2 separate regions of the Strix aluco genome follow, and region 2 is linked to region 1. The links are chromatin contacts, called in public Hi-C maps. All regions are on one chromosome and are shown on one strand. The core of a region is the stretch at or near the end of the contact, and the rest is flanking DNA. Distances in the headings are between cores, read along the strand shown. Region 1 holds the start of LOC141918871 (thioredoxin-like). Region 2 holds the start of DNAJC25 (DnaJ heat shock protein family (Hsp40) member C25).

Evidence for each region. Hi-C and Micro-C count contacts between places; a contact is called where the count stands out from the background.
Region 2: a Hi-C map of heart shows a contact between it and region 1, with 5 times the contacts expected there. The contact joins the promoter of DNAJC25 here to the promoter of LOC141918871 in region 1. A contact is called at or near these places in 2 of 2 Hi-C or Micro-C datasets (brain and heart).

Annotation. Positions count from the first base shown.
Region 1 is chrZ:22,822,572-22,828,983 of bStrAlu1.hap1, forward strand. It overlaps LOC141918871 (thioredoxin-like), which reads left to right and starts at 4,135. Exons shown (of 5, transcript XM_074813759.1): 1 at 4,135-4,360. The coding sequence starts at 4,337.
Region 2 is chrZ:22,954,754-22,960,625 of bStrAlu1.hap1, forward strand. DNAJC25 (DnaJ heat shock protein family (Hsp40) member C25) reads left to right here and starts at 2,016. Exons shown (of 4, transcript XM_074812329.1): 1 at 2,016-2,349; 2 at 4,200-4,352. The coding sequence starts at 2,023. It overlaps ECPAS (Ecm29 proteasome adaptor and scaffold), which reads right to left and starts at 514. Exons shown (of 49, transcript XM_074813706.1): 1 at 422-514. The coding sequence starts at 443.

The DNA.
Region 1 (6,412 bases), core at 2,885-5,384:
AAGCAGAAAAGACAAAAGTGAGCCCTGGAAAGCAGATCCATGTCTCCAGAGCCCAGCAGATTTACTTGCCCTCAGCTGCTGACAGGAGAAGCCAATGGGGCTGCAGGAGCATCACACTGGGACCATGGGCTACCGCTCTGGCTCAGTCATCCACAGGGACACCATGACTTAAGCCCTACCTAACTGGTTGTCCTGCCAGGGATCACTGCTGCCCACCTTTCCCATCCTGCTTCCCACCTTTCCCAGCAGCTTGGAAAGAACTGGAAACTGAATTTTTTCAGCCTTCCAGACCTGAGCACGCTGAAGTTCACCACCGGCTCTGGGCGAAGCCCTTCCTCTCTGCTGGTGAATGTTGCTCTCACCTAACAGGTGACAGAAATCAGCACAAGCAGAGTACAAAAAACCAGATGCCTTCTATCACAGGAGCTTTAAAGATGATTAAAAGAGGTCAAATTTTCATTGAATTCCTACCTGGATGTTTGTGAGGGTCGTGGCATGTGTAGGCTCTCGAAAAATACAGCCCTTTCTACTGGCCTACATCTCAGTGGTGCTGACTAATTTAGACGTGCCAACTTTCTTTCCCACTGTCTTTCTACACATGAAAGGAGTGTAGCAATTCATTCTTATCATGCATGGGTGGCATAAGCATTCATCAATGTCTCCAGAGCTTTTGCAAGAGATACTGTCTAAGGACTGACTTCTGAAGCCTTCACTGCACTTCTACTCTGTCCTTCCTTGAGCCACATTCTCTGACTTTAAGGAGCAAGCGAAACCTTGTTCCTGAAGGGTAAGGATGTGTCTTTAAAAGTGTTTCCTGGTTCCCCCCTGCATTTGTCAAGAGCCATCTATTGGTTCACTGTCCTATCAAGTGACTCCTGGGTATGACATGGCATACACCAATCCGCTGAAGCACAGAGTTTGTTTAATCTCCAACTTCCCCACAGTTGACTTGCATATTTTTAACAGCCACATTTCATCTCTGGCGGCTCAAGAGAGAGAAGTTTGTTGCATTTATGGCCTTGAGGAAGGTGGGTGGGAGTGGGGGTGAGAAGAAAAGGCCCCCATAGTTGAATGACTCTGTGTGTGTGACAGCTGTAATACTGTCGAGTTAAACAATGAGACACTCCATAATTTAAAAAAAAAAAAAAAAAAAAAAGGACAAAACTAATAAGGGTGTGCTTTCTGGGTGTGGGTTTTTTTTTTTTTCCCAGAGGACCCACATTCCTCTGTATGATTTATGTTATGGGCTGTCCTGATAGTAACTAGTGCACTCTAAGAATCAAGCGCAGATCACATAAATTATATTACTGTCCAGTTATTTTAGGCATTCCTACAACAATCCCACAGCAACATTTTGAACTTCAAACTGCTGTCTGCCTAAGCTTGTACTTGACTGTAAGCACACCAGGATGCAAATGGCCACAGGCAGGATCTGAGGACAGGGGGCATGTAGGCACCTCTCCTCATAGTTCACAAAGGGTTTATCCACCCACGCTCACCCATAGAAAGCAGCTCTAAGGAATTTATTTTCTCGGTGAGTTGTTTCCTTCCTTTGCTTGCGCCAGCTTCTGCAAGAGATGTGCAATGCTGAGCTGAGCTGGGGCATTTTGGAGCTGGGTTTTGAAGGTAGTCTTGGTTTCTCTATTGTTTTATCCTGCCCAGCAGCAGGTTTCAAAACAAGGTGTGTTGGCTGAGAAGGCTTTCCTGCCTTCCCTCTGCTGAACCAGCAGCAGCACCTGCATCTCCCCAAAGCAGCATAGGGCACATACACCAGCTGCCTCTGTCTGCCACAGGGGCACATGGACAAAAGCACAGAGGGGATCAGCTGGAAGAAAAAGCAAAAGCCAAAACCTACCAAGCCCTCGTGGCACTGCTTCTCATCCACAGACATCCTAGCTCCTCTGGTGTTGCCACCAGAGAAAAAAAGGGATGCTTATGGCATGGTACAGGCAGGGGAAAGAGCGTGGAGAGCAGCACCCAAAAGTGTTTTGAGTAGGCAAAACCAGGTCTGGAAAGGCCTAGGCAGTAGTTTTACCCCCAAGCAGGGAGAACAGAGAAGGGGACAGCACTGCAGAGTCAGAAAAGAGAGTCCAGAGATTGTTGTGGTTATGCTGCTGTAGTAAGCCACACACTTAATAAACTTCCAAAATAAAACCTGACTTACTCTCAGTACAAATTTCCAACCTAAGAGATCACCAACACAAATCCCATGGGGCAAGCTTTGAGTCTGTGAGGGATGTTACTACCTTTTCAGTGTCCACCACAAAACAAAGCAACATATGAGGGCACATCCTGTTGGGATGGGTTGGTACCTGTATCCAAGCCAAACCATCTTCTATTTTCTTTCTTTCTTTTTTTTTTTTTTTTTTTTTTTTATGAAGAAGCATCTTTTTATCCAGGACTCCCACGAAGTGTTCCCATCCTCTGCTCAGTTGCATATCCTAGCACAAACCTTCAACAGGCTGGTATCGTGGCTGCTAAAGCCTGCAGAAATACCCCATTCATGTCACACCCAGCACCAAGTATCCCAAAACCTCATACCACGTTTCCTGTTTCCTGCATAGTGGGAGCTGGAATCAGTAACCCCATACTCCAAAATTGAATCCTACCAGCCCAACAGAAGGAAAGGACAGCTGCGACAGCCCCATTTTACACTCTTGCACTCTGGGACAGGCAGTAGTGCAGCAGCGTGCAGTAGAACAAAACAGCTTTCCAAAACACAAAGAAATAAATGAGATAAATGGAAATTTAAGTTTCCACGACAGTCTTCTCCGCTGGGAAAGCTGAAAGGAATTGTTTCTGTGAGGACTATTTCTGGTCCTGGCTGTCTCCCTCCAAGAGGGGAACTACTAAAGATGCTCAGAGTGTCTCTAGTCATCTAGTCCAGTGGTTCTCAATCTGTGGTCCACTGACCCCTGGGGGACCGTGATGTCGACACAAGGGGTCCACAGAGGCTTAAAGCAGGGGTAAAGAACACAGGGGTGAGGTCCAGCCCGGAAATATTTGGTCTGGCCCGCGGCAAGCACGGCGCTTCCTTTTCCCACAACCCCCTCCCCTCCATGCTCCTTTCATACTCAAGCACATACCCCCGCCTGCCCTGATGCACTAGTATATTTGGTGCTAGTATGGTTGATGGGACCCACTTTACCTAGGTCGTTTTTCTCTTAAAGACATTTTCTTAACCCAACAGCCCTCTTTAGGGACACAACAGGGCTGAATTCTGTTCCTCCAAGTGGTGGCCCTGGACGCGTAAAGAAAAATATATGGTGACTTAACACAGACAAACAAGGGGGCAGGCGAAAAGAATTGTAAAAACTTTTCATCAAATTTGAATGTAAAAATTGGCATCAAATTTGGAATTAGCACGTTAAAATGCCATAAAATGGGCCATTTGTGCAAGAAGAGTGTTGATGCTATTATTTTAAATTCACATGGAATCACTGCAATAAAAATGAGTGTGTGCATTACAGAGTAATTTATTTCCCCTTCTCTCCAAATTGAAGACTCTTCATGAGAAAATGGAAACAAATATTTGATGCAGTCTAGTGTTTTAAATCTTGAATTAAGTCTTGGTGGTCCACGGCCACAAAAGGTATTAAAAGGGGGTCCGTGGTGAAGGAAAGGTTGACAACCCCTGCTCTAGACTGACGTTAGTGTTTCCCAGGGGCCAAGCACCGCTCCTGTCAGCACTTCTGCGCTGCCGAAACGCTGCAGCCCTCAGAGGAGGCACCGTGCTCCGCTCCCCCATCCTGGGCTTTTTTTTTTTTTCGCGGGGGGGGTGGGGGGGCGCGGAACAAGGCTCTGGGAATAGGAAGGAGGAGGAGTAGGGAAACCGTGCGATCCACGCGAGGGACGGTGCCTCCGAGATACTTCCTGCTCATCGTTACACAGCACTTTTTCCACAGCTGCTGGGCCATTTTGTTGGGTTTTTTTCTTCCCCCTTTTTGGTGGCGGCGGCGCCGCCGCTTCCCGCCGGCAGGGCCCGGCCGCGCGGATCTCACCCGCCCGCGCTGTAGCCGCAGCGCCCCCCGCCGGGCGCGCGCCCACCCCCCACGGCCCGCGCCACGGGGCGGGGAAGCGGGGAAGGGGGGGGGAGGAGGAGGGGGAGGAGGAGGGGGCAGCCGCCGCGCATGCGCGGCGCGGCGCTGGGCATATAAGCGGGACGCGGGCGGGAGCTCCCTGAGGCGGCCGGAGGTGGACGAGGGGACCCTGTGGACCGGACCGAAGACGAGCGACAGCGCTTAGCTCGCTGTTTAGCCGCCGGCCCTGAGCCGTCGCTCCGCGGACCCTGAACCGTCGCCCCGCCGACCTTCAGCCCCGACACCGAACCGTCATCATGGTGAAGCAAGTAGAAAGCCTGGTGAGTCCGTTAAGCGCCCGGCGGCCTTTCCCGGGCGGTGCGGGCCTGCCGCGGCCGTTGGCGCCGGGCGGTGCGGGCCTGTCTCGGCCGCGCAGGTCGCGGCGAGTAGCGTTTCTTCCTCCGTTCTGGGTGTGGCGGCCGCCGGCACCGGGCGAGGCGGCCCCGGCCTTTCGCCCTGAGAGGGGAGGGGGGGTGGGAAAGGCGGCGAGGTGAGCATCGTCTCCTGGGCGGGAGGAGGGGGGAGCGGGCCTGCTGGGCCGCTCTGGCGCTCCCGGGCGCCGGGAGGAGCTGGGGCGAACAGGTGCCACTCCTCGGCCGCCTTGGACCCCGGTGAGGCCTTGGCCAGCGGAGGCGGGCGGGCGGGTGACAGCCCGTGTGCGCTGGGGACACAGTATGGGTCCTGGCGCTGCCCGGGCGGGAGCAGCCTGTCTCACTGCTGCAGCATGGAAAGGGTGGGGACACACTCACACCAAGGGGAGGGAACAAATACTCGTACGACCTAAGGCTTCAGATAGTCCTAATGAGAAGGGAGATGATGTAATCTCACATCATGACAAATCGTTGTTCATTTCCCTTTAAAATCTTAACGAAACGTCATGTTTTATTTCTCAAGCTGGTAACAGGGTACTGTGATATCTTAATTTAGAAGTCCCGGCTCACCTTACCTACTGCCAGTGTGTAGGTGACCAGGTGGCTTTCTTAGTAGAGATCAGCCAAAGTTCTATTGTGTTTCTGGATAGGAGTTCGTGAAAAACATTAATCCATCTTTCTTGGCTTGAAAGGAGTGACTAGAGCTCATTCCTGTACTTAAATAACAGGTGTTGCTGGCATAAGTATTTCCCTTATTATGGTGCTGTCTGACTTATGCAGTACACTAATGCAGCACCTCATTGTTTGGGTGGTACTGTGAATGCAAACAAGTCTGTGGCTTTGTGATACAGAATAGTAATAAAGTCTAGACCAACACATGGAGAATACTCTGGCTGGTGATGAAATAGTACGTAGTCTTGTGCACAGCAGCTGCTGACATGGTTGATAGACAACAATAGAGTATTTGGTAGCTGTAATTTATGAACCCAAATCTCCAAAAATATTCTCTGGGCAAACTCTGAGCTCCTCATTCTGGGAAAAATCGTGTTGGGCTAGTCTTGCATTTGGAACTTGAAATTCAGTTGAAGTGTTAGTTTGATCTGATTGTGAGGGTCCTGTGAGTGATGCTGCATGGGATCTAAGTTTGTCTTCTAGGCTATACTCCTTAGTCAGTTCACTCTGGGAAAGCTTTCAGGACTTTTCTCCCTAGTTCAGTATTTTAAGTTGCAAGAATAAGCACCTTCGGACCTTGCATCTCTTTTTACTCTTCCACAACAATTTTAGCTGATACTGGAGATGACTGATAGGGTAACACTGGATTGTAGTCAGGACCAGGTCTCCAGTGGTGTGTGGTGAGTGACCAGCTGTAGGTATTACACCCTCCCACTTTCCCCTTGTTCTGTGCAATAGCAAACCTGAGGTGTGTGGCCATATGATGAGCACATCCCAGTACTGGACTTCTTGTTGCAGAATACAGTAATTATGCAGCTGGACAGAAGACAAGGGTAAGAAGGGATAGTCCAACTGGCAGGTGCAGCAAGTGGAATTGGTAAAGAGCTGGTGATGTTACAGTGCAGAGGTTTTAGAAGTTACACTAAAAAAACAAGCTGTAGGATTTGAAGGTGGGGAGGAGGGAGGCTTAAATGAGGAACTTACAGTGTAAGTAGTTGCAGGGAGCAGCTAGTATGGATTGCTGTACAGGGACCTTGAACTTTGTTGGTGGGAATGGGGTGCTTTTGTGATTGGGGTGCAGGAATGCATAATGTCCCAGTTCAGGAGTGGAGGGGAATGCAGAGAGACAGGAAAACTTATGGTTCCCATCTCTTTCAGACTGAGAGTCTCTTAAGTGGTGTAGAGCAGGGGTTCTCAACCTTTCCTTCACCATGGACCCCCCTTTTAATACCTTTTGTGGCTGTGGACCACCAAGATGATTCAAGATTTAAAACACTAGACTGCATCAAA
Region 2 (5,872 bases), core at 766-3,265, 130 kb after region 1:
AGCCGCCCGGCCCCGGCCGCTCCCCACCCCCCGCCCCTCTCCTCCGCTGGCGGCTCGGCACAGGCACCGGGCCGGCGGCCGGCTCCCTCCTCCTCCTCCTGCTCCTGCTCCTGCTCCTGCTCCCTCCTCCTTCTTCCTCTCCTCCTCCTCCTCCTCCTCCTCCTCCCTGCGGCTCTCCCCGACGCCAAACGCCGCGGGGGACGGCGGAGTCCGGCGGCGCCCGCCCTCCCGTCACCGCCAGTTTATATTTAGAAAGAGCTGAGCCATCGTCCCCGCCGCCCGCCCCTGCCGCGCACACGCACCGGCCCGCTGGCGCCGCTCGGGCGCGGCGAGGAGCTGTACCGGCCCCCCCCACCCCGCTCCCCGCCCGCGACTCCCGGTGGGTCCCAAGGAGAGGGGCGGCGGGGGGCGGCAGACTGACCCGAGTCCGCGCTGACCTCCATGGCAGCCACGACGCCGCCCGCGCTCTCCGCAGGGGCGGAGGAGGGAAACGGCCCGGGGAGCGGCGCAGCTGCGCCCCCTCTCGGCGGCCGGTGCCGCCAGCAGCTGGCGGGCGACGAGCCCCGTCCACAGCAGGCACAGCCCCGCCCACAGCCGGCACAGCCCCGCCCACAGCCCGGCACAGCCCCGCCCACAGCCGGCACAGCCCCGCCCACAGCCGGCACAGCCCCGCCCACAGCTCGGTACAACCAGCCCGCATCCCGGCACAGCCCGGCCCTAAGGATATTTAGGAATATCTTTTTTTTTAAAATAAAATAGTTCAATACCACTACTGCCGAGCTATTGTAGTCTAAAGTCATTAAAGGGAGAAAACAGCACTGTAAAATACCTTACATGCCGTTTTGGGGTGGCTAAGACTGCGGGAGAAAGGCGTAACCACCACACAGCATCTTCCTCCTGAGTTCATCGGTGCCACGTGTAATCTCGAGCATTTTGGCAAGACGCTAAAACAAGACACCCCTGGAGTATAACTGACAGCAGACAGTGTGGTGCCCATTTGCCAGCTTTTTAAATGCTGCCTGCAGATGGCGTTGGCTCAGCCGGTGACCTCTCACTACAGCTCCAGAGCCAGTTTTCCTGGCAGAAGTGAGCTCCAAGTAACACACTGTCAAAGAACTAGCTTCCTTCTCACTCAAAAAACAAACAAAAAAAAGGGTGACAAATGGCCATGGACAATTTGTTAAGCTGAAGATCTGAGGAGTAGAACATCAGCCCCCAATGCTGAGAGGCTGGACTCTAACAAGCTGCAAAGAGGTCGAATTTTTTTGAGGAAGAAGTCCTGGGACTCACCCATGTCTCAAGGAAATTATAAACATTTATTAATGTAAAAAGGAGACAGACAGAGGAGTCTGTAAGTATAAGACACATACTCATTTCTAGCAGAAGAACAGCATGTGTTCTCCGATGAGCTAAGTATTTCTGGGGTAGATGTTTCCAGCATCAAGCATAAATCTGATTTTCCTGGAAAGGGATATCGAGGTAACGTTCCTCCCAGTTATACTGAAGCAGAGGAGTAGTCCTTGTTTCAAAACAAGTCTTTGGTTAAAACAGATCAAAGGTGGCAGACCTGCTATAGCAGCTGTGAGGCCAAATGTCCGCTTTAAAGGACTTTAACACTCTTTCCTTTGCCACCATCATCAAGCGCAGCCGTATGTACACCAGGCCACGGCCGCCGCAGGCGTGTTGCCCGACATGCCTTCTGCGGGGCCTGCCGTACGGATGGATGGGCGAGTGTTGTGGGGCTGCCGGTGACACCGGCTGGTCCGGCACGGAGCAGGCAGCGAAACCCCGGCCCCGCGCGAGCGAGCTCCAATTAAACATCGGTCCGGGCCGCACTTCCAGAGAGGCTCCCGGGAAAAGACAACGAGCGGCCGCAGCCCGGAGGAAGCCGGGAAAAACCCCGGCCTGGCAAGACCCGGCTCCCCCCCCGCCCGCCCCCCGCCGGCCCCCCCGGGCCGCGCGCGCAAGGCGCCTGCGCAGGGGGCGTGGCGCGGCGGTTGCGGGGGCGGCGGCGGTAGCGAAATGGCGGCGGCGGCAGCGGGCGGCCGGGCAGTGCCGGCGCGGCGGCGGTGGTGGCGGCTGCTGCTGTGCCTGTGGGTGTGCGCGGCGCTGCTCCCGCGAGCGGCGCGGGGTTTGACCGAGGGCTTGTACTGCGGGCGGCGGGTATGCTACGAGGTGCTGGGCGTCAGCCGGCAGGCCAGCAAGGCGGAGATCGCCCGCGCCTACCGGCAGCTGGCCCGCAAGTACCACCCCGATCGCTACCGCGGGGAGCCGGCCGCGCCGGGCGGCGGCCCGCAGGCGGCGCACGAGAAGTTCCTCCTCATCGCCACCGCCTACGAGACCCTCAAGGTGAGAGAGCGGGACAAGCCGCCGCGGCCGGAGCCGCTCCGGTAAGAGACAGTGCGGGGGGCGCGGCGGCGGGCCGGGGAGCGGGGCGGGCGGCAGGCGGGCTGGGCAACCGGCCCCGCGTCGCGGCTACCCGCGCCGCCGCATGCCTCGGCGGTCTCCTGTCGGCGGCCGGGTGGGTAGGTGCGGGGCTGGGGCGGAGGCCGTGCGGGGCTGGGGTGGAGGCCGGCCGGGACACGCTTCGCGCACCGCTCGTTTACCGCTTCCCTGTCTTGGGCAACGGGCAGCTCGCGCCTGAGCAGCGGGCAGCGAAGTTACGCAGTCGCGTGTTGCGAGAAGAAAAGTCGCGGCTTTAGAAGAACCCTGAAAGGTATGTAACCCCCGCCGAGCCTCGCTCGACGGATACGACTCACGTGTGGCGTCTGTGTCTGAAGCGTCCATCAAGAGATCCGGCTTAAACACCGGCGCTCTGCCCGGCTTTGGCCCTGCACCTGGCCGACACTCGCAGGTGTCTCTTCCCCCGGAGAGGCAGAGAGCCTCTCAGGTTTGCACCCGGTGGTGTGCATCGCGGGTGGCTCTGCAGCTTCGGCTCGGCAGTCCTTGGTGTGCACTTAGCTGCCTTGCCTCCTACCAGCAGTCAGGGAGGGGAAAAAAAAACCCTAAAATCCTTCTTCAGTAGCCAGTCCAAGAGTGCAGGGGGGAGGATACAGTTCTCTTGACAGTCCCTCCGTACTTAGGAGTTGTTGTCCTCTTTGACAGTCCCTCCGTACTTAGGAGTTGTTGTCCTCTTTGACAGTCCCTCCGTACTTAGGAGTTGTTGTCCTCTTTGACAGTCCCTCCGTACTTAGGAGTTGTTGTCCTCTTTGACAGTCCCTCCGTACTTAGGAGTTGTTGTCCTCTTTGACAGTCCCTCCGTACTTAGGAGTTGTTGTCCTCTTTGACAGTCCCTCCGTACTTAGGAGTTGTTGTCCTCTTTGACAGTCCCTCCGTACTTAGGAGTTGTTGTCCTCTTTGACAGTCCCTCCGTACTTAGGAGTTGTTGTCCTCTTTGACAGTCCCTCCGTACTTAGGAGTTGTCCTCCGTCTGTATTTAAAATGAACCAACTGGGCTTTGTCTTAAAGGTATACCTTTCAACAAAAAAGTAACAGTGACTTGGAGTATTATATGAGATCTGTAAGGGAAGCTTATCAGGGCAAAATGTGTGGCTTGGCAAAGATGAAACTCAGGAATGGACGAATGACTCTTGAGTGTTTCAAGGCTGCAAGGGAGAAAAAAAATGAACTTTTTTGGAGGTAGAAAATGAATGCAGTTGAGGCTGACAAAATTCAATTTCTCATCTCTTAATTACATGGGTGAAAATGAGAAACTCTGAGAAGATGAGAACAATGAGATTTTGAAATGGCCTTTCATTGGATAGATTCCACAGTCCTGTAAGCTAATTCTAAAAGTTTTGTCAAACAGTCTCTTAATAGCTTCTTCATCTGAAAAGCTTTTCCTGAGTAATATTTATTAACTCTAGTCTATCTGGATTTCCCATTCTGAAGTTAAAAATACTTATTATGTGGATCTCAGTTGCCTGTCTTTATTTCAGTATTAAATGTCTTCATGCAGTGTGTGTTTATGCATTTAAGACCACGTATGTCAGATGTCTGTGGACAGATGAGTGTGAGAACAAATTAATTGAGAATATGAGAAAAGGATCAAAGGTTTTCCCCTGTGCTTCATCCTCTAGTTGGGCTATTGCCAATTCTATAGCAGCATGGTCATTAGTGAGATGTAGAACACAGCTATAACAGAGTAAGTGAAAACAGGAGTCTGAACCTATGTGTGTTTTTTTTGTCTCATCCTGCAGGATGAAGAAATGCGTAAAGATTACGACTATATGTTGGATCATCCTGAAGAGCATTACAGGCATTATTATCACTACTACAGCAGGAGATTGGCACCTAAAGTGGATGTCAGGATAGTGATTCTAGTTGCAGTGTGTGCCATCTCTGTGTTTCAGGTAAAATTTCATGTTTATGTGACACTGCTTATTGAGTTTCTGAATGGGAAGAGAAGTATCTGCAGCCCTTATAACATGCCAGGTATTGAACAGTGTCTGTGAGGAGGCCTGCTCCTGTCTGCTGTGGTAAACTGCTGTGTGGTGTCCATAACACATCTGAAGTCAGGATCTACTGAGCAGAGTTTTGACTGCCCTTGGTACCTTGGGCAAAAGTAGAGATAAGTTTCTTTTAATGGTAGGGTATTTCATAGAGAGAAGTGCAGCTTTTCTAAGGAAGTTACTTAGTTCTTCATGGCAGACTCAGAATAGCGTGTTCCTGAGCACCGGCAGGACTAGTGCTCCAAATAAGCATGTGTCAGTTTGTCAAGCTGCATAAATAACTCTTTAAAGAACAGTCTAATTGCAAACTAAATTCAAGACTCCATTCACATGATGGGACTGCATATAAGGAATTTACTAATATGTGAATCTTACATTGCAGCATATTTTAAACACCACAATGAAGTCTGGAGAGAAGTGAATTTGGTTCAGGAAAGCTTGCTCTGAAGGTGATAGATCCAAGGTCAAGAAAACGGCCTGTGTATTAGATATGAGCTTGTGCTGTTGCTGACAAATACTTAAGTGGAAGAAGATGCATAACTCTCTTTTCTTAGGAGTTATTAGATTACTGGTTCAAAATGTCATTAAAAATACACCAAAAGTTTGAGATGAAGATACAGTTTATTCTGTGGTGCAGATTATCCCACTAAAAAGTGAGCTTTGGAATTTAAAACAAATACATTGATCAGAATTTGAGAGCTTGGAATAATAAATTCCAATGGCATATGCAGCCAAATACTTAATTTTCCTTCATATGTACTTCCAATGGCAGAGTTTCATTTCACCTCTTCTTTCTTTGGCTGTAAGAGGAGATGCTCACTTTTCCTGCAGTCCAGCTGCAAGGTGATTGCAAATTCAGTATAAACTGGTTTGCCTCTCTTGCTTTCTGTTTCTGCTTTTTGGTCTTCGTTAAGGTTGTATAATGTGTATATGTCTGCCCTTTGTCTTGGTGAACAGTGTGAAATGCTGCTTTTTGAAAAAAGTTGCCCCAGTAAGACATGTTCACCCCAGGCACTATATTTCTGGTTTGTTGTTTGGTGTTTTTTTCACCTCATTGAAATTCAGAAAGGTAGCTGGAGATTAGAAGGGGATGTTGAATCTTGTGAAGTGAATCCTGGCAGGCTAATGAGATTGTAATGTACTTAATCCATGTTTAATTAACTATTTTAAATGGGTAACAATTTTGTAATGAAATGTTCATGTACCAGCTATTTTATTTATAAATCCAAGGGAGTTTCTGAGACTGGCTGGCACAGCCTAGCATTAACCTTCAGGAGATTACCATCTTCTTGTGAATAAAACCAATCTCAACAGTGTTTGCATGTCATTCCTTATCACTGTATATTGCTGTGACTTACACATCTATTTATCTATTTTTCAGGTGCCTTACTAAGTTTGGAGAAACAATTACAGCTTCTGTA